Linked DNA regions of Capra hircus: region 2 is linked to region 1. The links are chromatin contacts, called in public Hi-C maps. All regions are on one chromosome and are shown on one strand. Each heading gives the region's core, a stretch centred on a gene start, on an enhancer-like site or on the middle of the called end of the contact. The rest is flanking DNA. Distances are from core to core; before and after follow the strand shown.

Region 1 (5,514 bases), core at 1,087-3,586:
CGTGTGAAGAACATGTGAACCAAAACGTTGAACCTTCATTTGGTTGATAGAACTGTATTTGGTAATTCTCTAGAATCCAGTATGGATCATTAATACATTTAAAGTGTTAATAATTTCAAATCATTTATTTGGTCTGATAGTTGTGCTCTTGCTGAAATTAGGAAGCTATATTTGGAGAATTCAGCATTATCCGTAAGATGGGACCATGTTATCATACCTGGGACTTCTACTGAATTTATACCTTCTCCACTTTTTTTGACTTTGTTTCAGACAAAGGTGGGGGTACATTTTTCTAAGAGAATGTTCCCAGCTTGATTCCATATTAATAGAATTCATCTCATTTTGTAGGCCTATTCCAGATTTTTCCCTTGTCAGACAAAATTATGTGTTTGATTTCTTTCTTGCATAGTGGATAGACCAGACGGGTGCGGCCTCACAGAAGAAGGCTTTCCATCCAGCAGGATCAGGACTAGAGTTCAGCTCATGTCGGCATCAGTTTCGAATCCAGGACCAAGAATTTCAGGAAGGCTTTGATGGCGGCTGGTGCCTCTCTATGCATCAGCCTTGGGCTTCTCTGCTTGTCCGAGGGATTAAAAGGTAAGGACAGAAGTGAATTTTGACAGTGAAAGATTTTACGTAAATTTGATTTCGCTTTATGGATTGGGATTCTTCTTGCCAGCCTAGCAATGATTTATGATACCCTTCAGCACATAGAACTTTAAGCAGTGTATTCATGCATGTTATGGACTTTTTTTTTCACTGAATAGCTTAAAAAAACTGAGTTTAGAAAGATCACAGATCCTAGTCATAACAAAGAACAGAATGTACGTTTTTTCTTCTTTGGAATGAAGCTTATTGAGAAAACTTCCCTTGCGTCTGCCTTTGTAATATAGCACTCAGCAACCTTAATGGTTTGATCCTATTGGAAATTCAGAGTTCTTATGCCTGTTTACTAATTCTTAAAAGTCACTAGCCTAATTATGACTTTGTTTTTCTATCTGTGCATCTATTTTTTAATGTGAATAACCATATTGAGAAGCTGTTTTACCACAAATTCCTTTTCTACAAAAAGTGGGGAGGAGTAGTGAGGATAAGTAGAGGTCGTATAAAGTCGTACATGTGAGTAATGGTGATAGCTTACTCTTCCATGGTTTCATATATTTCCTCTGAGTTCAACTGTTCCCTTTGCTTTTGTAAATGTAAACAGAAAATTGATAAATACAGAAAATGAGCTAGAGAAAGAAAGAATTCTACTGCCTAGAAACAGCTATTGTTATAATTTTGGAGTGTTTGTTTAAATTCTTTATCCTTCACAAATTGTTATATAGTGAGGTCATAATATATATATATATGTTTATGGTTTTCTTCATTCACTTACTATTATATGTTCATTCTCCCTTGTTGTCCCAGTTTTATTGAGATATAATGGACATAAAACATCGTCAGGGTGTACAACATAATGATTACATATATATGTATATTTTGCAAAATGATCACCATGATATATTTGTCTTAAATCCATCACCTTGCATAGTTACAAATTTTTTTGTTTCTTGTGATGAGAACTTTTAAGACCTACTCTCTTAGCAACTTTCAAATATGCAGTATAATATTATTAACTATAATCACTGTGCTGCACATTATATCCCCAGGATTTATCTTATAATTAAAAGTTTGTACATTGTGACTGCCTTCACTCAGTTTATCACTGTATTTATGAGTTTGCTTTTTTCAGAGTCTACGTGTAAAGTAAGATCATAAAATATTTATCTTTCTACCATAATTCTTCAGGGTTGGTCCAGATAGTGGCAAGTGCAAGACTTCGTTTTCTTTTATGGCTGAATAATCTTCATCCATCCATTGATGAACATTTACATTGTCTGCACGTCTTGGCTATTATAAATAATACTGCAGTGAGTGTGAGGATATAAATACCTATTTTTTCCTTCTTGTTTTATCTGTTAGAATTTTATATCCCTGCCAGTGTTCTAACTTATCCCAATAATAATGCCTTATATTTAAATACAGTTTTATACTTTTCAAAACAGTAGCCGTATTGAAGTAGCTAAGTCCAGTATTATTACAGTCTTATTAAACACTTAAGCAGGCAAAGTGTTGATTGGATTGACCAAAAAATGTGTTTGGATTTTTCCATAACATGTTATGAAAAACCCGAATGAGGACTTCCGTGGTGGTCTAGTGGTTAAGAGTCCACCTTGCAATGCAAGGGATGGGGGTTCCATCACTGGTCAAGATCCCACATGCTGTGAGGCAGCTAAGCCTGTGCACTGCAAGTAGAAAGCCCATGAGCCACGACTGAAGAAGCCTGGGCACTCTAGAGCCTGTGCTGCAAAACAAGAGAAGCCTGCACACTGCAACTAGAGATAAGCCCACATGCTGCCATGTAGAGCCTGCGCACTGCAGCAAAGATCCAGTGCAGCCAAAAATAACAAAACAAAAAACCCAAACAAACATTTTGACCAACCCAATAGGTTGCTCTGAGTTGCAAAGCCTAGTTAGTGCCAGATGTGGATCTAGAGTTCTGGTTTTCAAAGTGCTGTTTCAACTCTTACTTTGTAAGCTTCAGTCATTTTTCTGCTTTCTTGAAAGAAAATTATTATCAGAACTTAGGAGCAGTCATTTCAACTTTAATGTTGTTAGCTGTGATTTACCTTCTGTGAAGGTGCATTACCATTTTTCTCCCTTCTTGAAAGTCCGCCTTTGCTGCTTTGCCTCCTAAATGTTCCGTAATCCATGTACAAAGTGGCATTACAAGTGCATGTGAATCTGCTGCTCCAGGGTCCCTGGGCCCTCAGATGTCTGCTCTTATTCCGTTCTCTGCAGTTGAGGTGTCTTTCTTTCCCAAAGTAGAATACGAAACAGCTTGCTTTTTGCTGAGGGAATCAGAATGTTTATATTGCTCTCATCTTATTTTGGATCTGTGTTATCCATATTTTCTCACTTAAAAGAACAGGATGAACAGCATCCAACCCACAGTCACTAATCCCACAGAAACAAAGTGGGTGGTTCTGCCACATTTGTGAGACTATTTTCCCAGTATCCCTTGGGATCATTTGGAGTAGAGGGAAGGAATATATTGATACATTCTCCACTTATTGGGTATCTACCACGAGCCTGGTACTCTTCCAATTCATCTCTGTTAGAAAACTAAGGATAAGAGAATTTCTGTTTCCCATTATAAGGCACATATAATAGGGTTATGTTATCCGGCTACTTTATTTTGTATTGTAGAAACTAAAGGAGACACATCTTTTGTAATCCTTAGAAAGTAGATAGCTGTAACATTCTCTTGATTGCATTTTGTTACTCCACTTAAAGGTTCTTTCAAATTAGTTAACAGGTTGTTTAATTATCTACAAAGAATATAACCCTTATAAAATACTTGGAAAATATAAATGAATGTCTTCGCAATTTAAAGATGATAGCATTTTTATCTAGTTAAACTCTTAAATAGTAACTGTGAAAGTACTATTCTTCAGGAGTTATGTGTGGGTGGGGATTTTTCTGGCAGGTTAGAGAACAATGAACAAATCTTTTATGACTCAAAGGCAGGGATTTTAATTTTTGTGATACATCTCGGATGCTTTGAAAACGGAAGATTTGGATTGTGGAGGTCCAAAGGCTGGTGAAAGCTTCATTTCTGAGTTACAGAGATAGGTAAAAAATAGGATCTGAGAGAGATGATTTGTTCTAATGAAAGGGAAAACTAGGGAACAGGGTTCATATTCAAGTGAAAGGTATTACAGGAGAAATTTTTTTTTTTTATCAGAAATACCCCTTGTGGTGAGATACATCATCTGTAAATCTCTTGGCTCACCTGGATAATTTGCTGTATGTTAATGAGATCCTCCTGGAGAATGAAATAGCAACCTACTCCAGTATTTTTGTCTGGAGAAACCATGGACAGAGGACCCTGGTGGGCTGCAGCCCATAGGGTTGCAGAGTCGGACATGCCTGAACGACTTAGCTCGAACCTGTGAGATCCTCTATGGGAGGAGGACTCTACAGTTATTAGCTAGGTCATGGCAATAGTTTTTTTAGGCAGAAATGTCCATGTACCAGTCCTCCACATACTAGAAGTCAAAGCATCACTACATTTTTTTAGTAGACACTAGCATTTAGATTCTTCCCGCTAAATTTGTATTTGTTTAAGGGTGGAGGGCAGAAGTTGGTACACCCCTCACAGAGGAAGACTTTGGATAGCAGCCACAGCAAAAAGACCCTCTCCTCAAGAAGTCTCAGAACTCCAGACTACTTATCTCCTCCTCCGTGGGAAAGGTAACAGCCACATACTCTTCTAATTTCAGTCTTACTTTGTGGAGAGAAGTCACTGACGTTCATCCTCTTTCACTTCCTTCTTCCTGTGGCTTTTTGGGGGTTTTTTTTTTGGCTGAAGGGGACTTTAAACTACGTGTGTGTGTGGCAAATCATGGACAGCTATTCAAAGCATTAAGTCCCCAAACAAGACAAAGAAAAATCTCAGTTCCCAGCGTCAGGAATCAACCAACTAGTCTTAATTTTCTATATTTTTTGTTATTATGAGAGTAAAATAACTACTATAAATTCTGAGATCTTTAGATTGGGAAGAACAACCACAAATAAGACCTTTTTTCATTGAGAGTGACTCAAATAGACATCTGCAATCAGATTTGGACAGAACAAAGTTAGTTGACTTCAGCAGTGAGTTATGAGAATCACTGCAAGCACTCTCAATTTATATCCTAAAAAATAGAATATAAATTTCTGACCATTGGTTGTCTTGGTTTCCTTCCCTGATTCAATGCATATAGTAGTTTTGAAGGTAAAATGAGAATAATTACAGAACCGCCTTTAAAAGTTAAGAAATCAAGCTTTAGGAATCAGAAGTGCATGTTTCCTTAAAAATAACTTTTTGTTTTGACTGATATGATTGGGTTCTTTAAAATCTGTATTCTGACATTCTTATGTTTTTTTACTACTTTTTTATAGTTGCTCTCTTGAAACCTCAAATTTCTGGAACCCAGCACTACCAAACTCTAGTCTGATCCAGCTGAGTATAGTGGAATTGATGTGTTTGAAGTGAAGTTGTGGGGTCCCTGAACTTCAGTGGTGTGAGGCTTATTTTCCTATAGCTTAGGATGTGGATAGTGGACTAAGCCAGTTAACCAACTTTTTTGTTAAAATTCAAACAATTATGCTAGGTAACAAGCTTGATAGTTTTCCTTATGTCTATAAACAGATGAGAAAATAATTTATTCAGAATTGAAAACAGATTTGTGAGTTCCAGGGTCACAAAGAAGGAAATGTATATAATCCTTCTGTTACTCTCAATTTAGATGTGGAATTTCCCAACGACTATCCATCAGGCTGTCTTCTGGGCTGTGTGGACCTAATTGACTGCTTATCCCAGAAGCAGTTTAAGGATCAGGTGAGTAAAGAACATTTCTTTTGGACAGATGCTTGATTTGCCAGGATAGCTGTCCTGTAGCTTCCTCAGCTCAGAGTATCCTGTGT
Region 2 (5,514 bases), core at 995-3,494, 230 kb after region 1:
AGGGGCAGTGTTGCTGTTCATAGCTTTTGTTCCATTGGCGTTGCTCTGTTGGATTTAATTTCAGTCTTCCTGATTCTTCCCTTCTGTAAAGTGTACATTACCAAGTTCCTTGTTTTTTTATATATATATATAAATATATATATATACAAACTGTACTCTTTTTGCCTTTGTACATTCAGGCAAGAAGAGAAAATAAATCTTTTTAAGAGACAATCACAAATCTGTGAGGGCTGCTGGTTATTTCTCCCGGAGTCTGCTGCTGAGCTGCCTCTCCCCTCCTCACTCTCCCACCCTCCCTTAGCTCCCTGACCTTGCGGTCCTGCTCCATACGCATCCTCGGCTCCACCTTCCCTGGCTGATGGCATGCTGTTGAGTCCAGTGTCCAGACTACATGCCCTGCAGCCCTTCCCTGGCCTGGCCGCAGGCTTTCCCAGGAGCTTTATCCTGGGCCCTGGCCTCTCCTGTCGCCCCGTGCCAGCCACCCCGCCCTCATTGATCCCATTCACCAAAGTGGCTTTGGACACTCACCAGTGAGTGGCTTTCACACTTGCTGTGAAACTATGCAGCTGGGAGCTCTCTAAGTTTGCACTACTTAAACCTGCCTGGGAGTTAGACGATTTTTAGGACTGAGTGGGAAACTGAACACTCCCCTAGATGCTAGTCGCCAGAGTTGGTCGGACTAGAGCCCAGAGCATCATGCCTGGCCGGTGGACTCCTTTGGCTAACCGCATCAGAACAAGGGCTACGGGCTTATGGGTCAAGAGCATTTGATCAGAATTTCAAAGGGCAGTATGTTCAGAAAGGCAGCCCAACCAAACCATTGTTCCACCTCTTGAACTTTCTCCCTTCCCTCTAATTTCCTCCTCCCCTTTTTTCCCTTTCTCTCTCCTTCCTTTTCTTAATTGGCTTTGGAACTGAAGTATATTTTTAAATTATTTGTTGTATTTATTGAATAAAGTTTTTAATGTCCCTGTTCTTAAATTTAGACTTAGTTTGCCTTTCACATATCTCCCCTTCCAACTCCACCCTCCCACTCCCAAGATATTTCACCTTCTAAGTTGTTTTAATTGGAGTGCAGAATTTGGATACCATATTTCTGTCCTGCCAGTGGTCTCATCTAGCAAACATTTTATCATTTTTGAAAGAGAAATAAACCTGAGCTGAGTGCCCAGGTTTCCAATTCAGCCTAACTCTGGTTGTGTTAAAGAGGATCTACCAGCAGATGGCAGCAAAGTCCCAGGTGTGTTTCCTGTCCACTCTGCTAGCTTTGCAAACAGAAAACTGTTTTTCCTGGTTCTTTATCTCTGTCTTGTAGATTCCTCGGGTTTCAATTTAGGATTCAATCTGAATCCTAAACTGCCTACATTAACTTGGCCGTTATCAGCCATCACATGGATTCGCACTGTAAATATCTCACTTGTAATGACTTTACAAATGACTTGTAAAGTCATTTTTCAGATTCTGTTCAGTGGAAGACATTTTCAAAGTCCTTCACATTTCAGTTGAATTCATCTCTAGGCCAAGACTTTTTTTGGCTGCACTGCACAGCATGTGGGATCAGATCCCTGACCACAGATTGAACCCATGCTCCCTGGCAGTGGGAGTGCAGATTCCTAACCACTGAACCACCAGGGAAATCCCTAGGCCCAGACTTTCTCTACTAATACCACGTAGGATGGAGGTGTTGAACTCACTTCTTTTCATAAATGTTATATAGGGTCCAAGCTTAATGACTTGGTCCAGTAGCTCCACAAACAATGTGATAATGCACCAAAGACTCAGAAAGAAAATAAGGACAGCCACAGTTCAACAGTAAGTAAATAGTTCTAGCATCGTAGGAGGTAGAAGAACATGCCCAGTACTTCCTTTGGGAAAACAGAAGCAAAGGCAAAAAAAAAAAAAACACTAGTAAACCCTTGAGAAACTTAAGACCACACAGGTGAAGAGGATTCTGTCCCTCTCCAGTGCCACTGAGAGGTGATTCATCAGGCTGGTGGTACAGGGGACGGGCAGCTGTGCCTTAGGGCCCTGGGCTCCAAAAGGAAAACACTGTCTTCCTAGGAAAGGTGAGTTCCACTTCCTTCAGACACCCCCAGGAACAGGAATGTCAGGCAGCTCTGTGTGAAAGCCAGAACCCAGTTTCAGGACCTGGCCTAGACAAAAAAGAAGCTGGGTCCTGGTATGTCTAGCCTCTATTCTGGATGAAGCTCTGTGTACATACCTGTCTCTAGGGGGCTCCAGCATTCTGTCCCAGACTCCTAGCAACCCCTTGCTTCGCGTGGTAATGTGGCCCCAGAGACCTCAGCCGTTTGTCCTGATGCAAGGCGGCTTTTTTCCTGAGAAGCGTGTATCACACCCCTGCTGGGCTCTAGACTCAAAAGACAACAGTAGAAGGAAGCCGGCCCTGGTTGAAGAGTAAAGGACAGACCAACCACAACTTTAAATCAGTTTATTGACACACTAACACAACACACTTGCCTCCCTGACACCCCCGCCCCCCTCACCCAATCTAGATCTCTCCCCTTTCCTTCCCCCTTAGAACAAGCTGTTCAGTGAAAACAAAAGGGCAGGCCACTTCTACACCCTCAGTCCCACACGAGAGCCCGCAGAACAGGGTCTCAGGCACTACTCAGAGCCTGTTAGGGAGAGGGGGCAGTTAGCGCTAGACTCAGCCAGGCAGAGGCATCCAGTCCCTAACAGCAAATTCCCCCACAACCCCCAGGCCCTGAGTCACTATTCCTCTTCCTCTCTGCTGTTCGTGACCCTAGGAAGGAGACACCCTGGGGCCTAGGCCTGCAGCCCAGAGCAAGAACTCCTGGCCATAATCTGAGAATTGGAGTTTGGCTAGTGTTTTTTAAGATCCAAGCACCCCCAAACTAAAGCCCTGGTGGTAGGAGTAACTTCAATGCCCCTATTTTGAATGCGCTGATAAACAGATTAAGCCAGCTTAACCAAATGCCAGAATAACACTAAGCTGTAAAGGAGGGGTCAGACCTGCTTTCTCCAGGTCAGACACAAAAGCACAGAGAGAAGCCCAGGTGGAGTGTCAAAAAACAATAGGAGGACACTGCCCAGGGGGCTGAAAGCCTATACTCCAGAGTCCCCTGGGTGGCAGGGAAGCAAGGAAAGAAAATACACAAGTCTTAGAAACCAAAAAAGAAAGCCCAACCGCAGGGTAACCTGAGCCCAACAGTGCTGTCCCCAGCCCTCCAGGCCTGGCCCCTGGATGCAGGCAGTCCCTCCCCTCTAGGCAGTGGCCTCCCCTAGGCTAGATAGAGCACATCACACAGCGCAGTTTAAAAAGCTTCTAATGCCAGTTCATAAACATCTTCATTTACTATTGGTGATTACATGTGAATAATATGTTTATACTGTTCTTTATGGAAAACAATTTCAACGAGTCAACTCCGAGAACACAATAGGCAACCCTCACCCTGAGCCCCTCAGCGTCCTTCCCTGGACAGCAAGAAGCTCCCTCTTCTGTCTCAGGGCTGCCTAACTTCCCCGCTTCCCCCACTGTGGCTCCTGGGCAAAGCATCCTCTTTGACCATTAGTCCTCATCGGACAAGTTCTGGTCCAGGGGGTAAACCATGAACATCACATCTGGTCGAGAGGGGACACAGGGATGGCCTGGACGCACAATCTCAAAGCCCAAGAAGCTGAAGGTCTTCAAAAGTGGAGCTGCAGAAAAAAGTGTAAAAAAAAGATTCTGATAAGAAACAAAATTAGGCTAAATCAAGGGAAAACCCAAAACAAAGATGGAATAAATGCACTGGCCTTTTCTAAATTTGGACACAACCAATCCCATGATTTCCTAGGGTTTATATGTCAAACTCAGGAGCCCCACCTCACTAGGAGGCCCCCTTTTCCCTCCCCAGCCTGGTCTCAAGCTGCTCAGCCCCTCACCTCTGTCTTCCCGGCCCTTCCTGAAGCAGATGAAGACGTAGTTCACTTTCATCTTCTCTTCCGCAAACTCTAGCAGTGCTAACAATCTGCAAGAAGCAAAGAAAACCACTCAAGCCCACTGCCACCTGTGGACTTCACCCCATCCCTCTATACCCCCTGCTCCCAAGGCTTTTCTGAGGCTTACAGTCAGCACTGTAAATAGGGAAGCTTCAAGGAGAACTTCCTATTTCAAGACCTCAGGAGCCCTGAGTTCAGAAAAAAAAATAAACCACAATCACTTAAGAAAACTGTTACAGAATTCTCTCTCCCAGGAATAAAGGTTCTTCATCTGAAATTAATACTAGCCAACTTAATGCAATTTACAAGAAAGTATGGGGCCTAGGAAGAGAACCCAGTTTCTCAGGGGCCCTCCAAAGTTGCCAAGTCTGATGGTGACCACCTGCTGCAGAGAGGAACTCTGGGCCCTACCACCACCTAAAAGGACTTCAAGAGGCTGGAGCCACTCGCGAGAACGCCATCCTCAGGACTGCTTCTTCCACAACTGGATGGTTGGAGGGCCTTGCCCAATCCAATGAAATTCCACTGCTTCTTTGAGCTTCTGGCCATTTAAACCACACCATTATAGGACAAGAATTTGGTTAATGTGGTAATGATCTGCTTTCATTATCATAGGCCCATTTTACTGGCTAACACTAACCTTTAAAAAAATTGTATATACTTGGGCAGCTGAGAGCTACGGGAGAAGGCTGGCCATCTGCTGCCCCCAGGAAGCACATGCCCTTCTCTGGAGCAGGCTTCCAGCCCTTGCCCAGCACTTGCTCCTTACCCTTCTTTGCTCCCATCAGCTAATAATCCATCTGGAATTTCTACAAACAGGCTCTGGCTGGACAGGACTGCATCCCAGGAAGAGACCTTCACCTCGGTGACCTCATACTGGAAGTGGACGATGTGAGGCTTTCCATCGTTCACAGGGAGGTCCTGGGTCACAGTGAGCTTCTCGTCCTGGGAGGAGATCAGGTCAGAGGACCAGGTCACTGCTGCTTCTGGCCACATCAAATGCCCCCCAACCTAGGTGGTGCTGGACCCCTCCTGGGCCAACCTCAGGGCAGTATGTGACAGGCCACACTGAACATCAGAGCAACATGCTGCCTAAATGGAGCCATCACTCACTGGATGGCTAAACCCCAGCATGATTGGAAGGGGATATTTACCAAGAGCCCACTGGTTGTCAAGTACTGTACAAGGTACTTTCCCATTTTTCCATCACTACAACAAGCACTTGAGGTAGGCATCAGCATCCCCACTTTAAACCTAAGACACCAAGGGCCCAGTAGAATTAAGGACCTGACCCAAGACTCCACAGTGAGCAAATGGCAGAGCTGAGATTCAGCTGGCTCAGGTCAACCCAAGCTGGCTCCGGGTGACTGCAGAGTCCATGTTGTCACCCCTGCCACCGTCTCAAGAGCCCCGGACTCAGCTGCCCTGCCACCCCTCAATGCCAGTCTCCAGGAGATGCTAAACCAACCTCTGGGCTCACAGATTAAAAGACAGCAAATGTCCCAGCCCAGACCAATCTCAGAACAGACTCCCAGGGTTCTCAACAGCTAC

The links. Hi-C and Micro-C count contacts between places; a contact is called where the count stands out from the background.
Region 2: a Hi-C map of blood shows a contact between it and region 1, with 5 times the contacts expected there. The contact joins two enhancer-like sites. A contact is called at or near these places in 4 of 5 Hi-C or Micro-C datasets (blood and liver).

Annotation. Positions count from the first base shown.
Region 1 is chr10:57,438,010-57,443,523 of ARS1.2, forward strand. It overlaps TRIP4 (activating signal cointegrator 1), which reads left to right. Exons shown (of 13, transcript XM_005685661.3): 9 at 410-597; 10 at 4,175-4,299; 11 at 5,337-5,428. Among named protein-coding and RNA genes, the nearest start is that of TRIP4, 25 kb to the left of the region's middle. Within about 2 kb of position 2,337, at least 1 of the 5 cell types and tissues checked has an H3K27ac peak or open chromatin away from gene starts, as enhancers often do.
Region 2 is chr10:57,668,052-57,673,565 of ARS1.2, forward strand. It overlaps OAZ2 (ornithine decarboxylase antizyme 2), which reads right to left. Exons shown (of 5, transcript NM_001290120.1): 3 at 4,733-4,908; 4 at 3,907-3,992; 5 at 2,436-3,681. The coding sequence ends at 3,551. It overlaps ZNF609 (zinc finger protein 609), which reads left to right. Exons shown (of 10, transcript XM_018054338.1): 10 at 1-985. Among named protein-coding and RNA genes, the nearest start is that of OAZ2, 12 kb to the right of the region's middle. Within about 2 kb of position 2,245, at least 3 of the 5 cell types and tissues checked have an H3K27ac peak or open chromatin away from gene starts, as enhancers often do.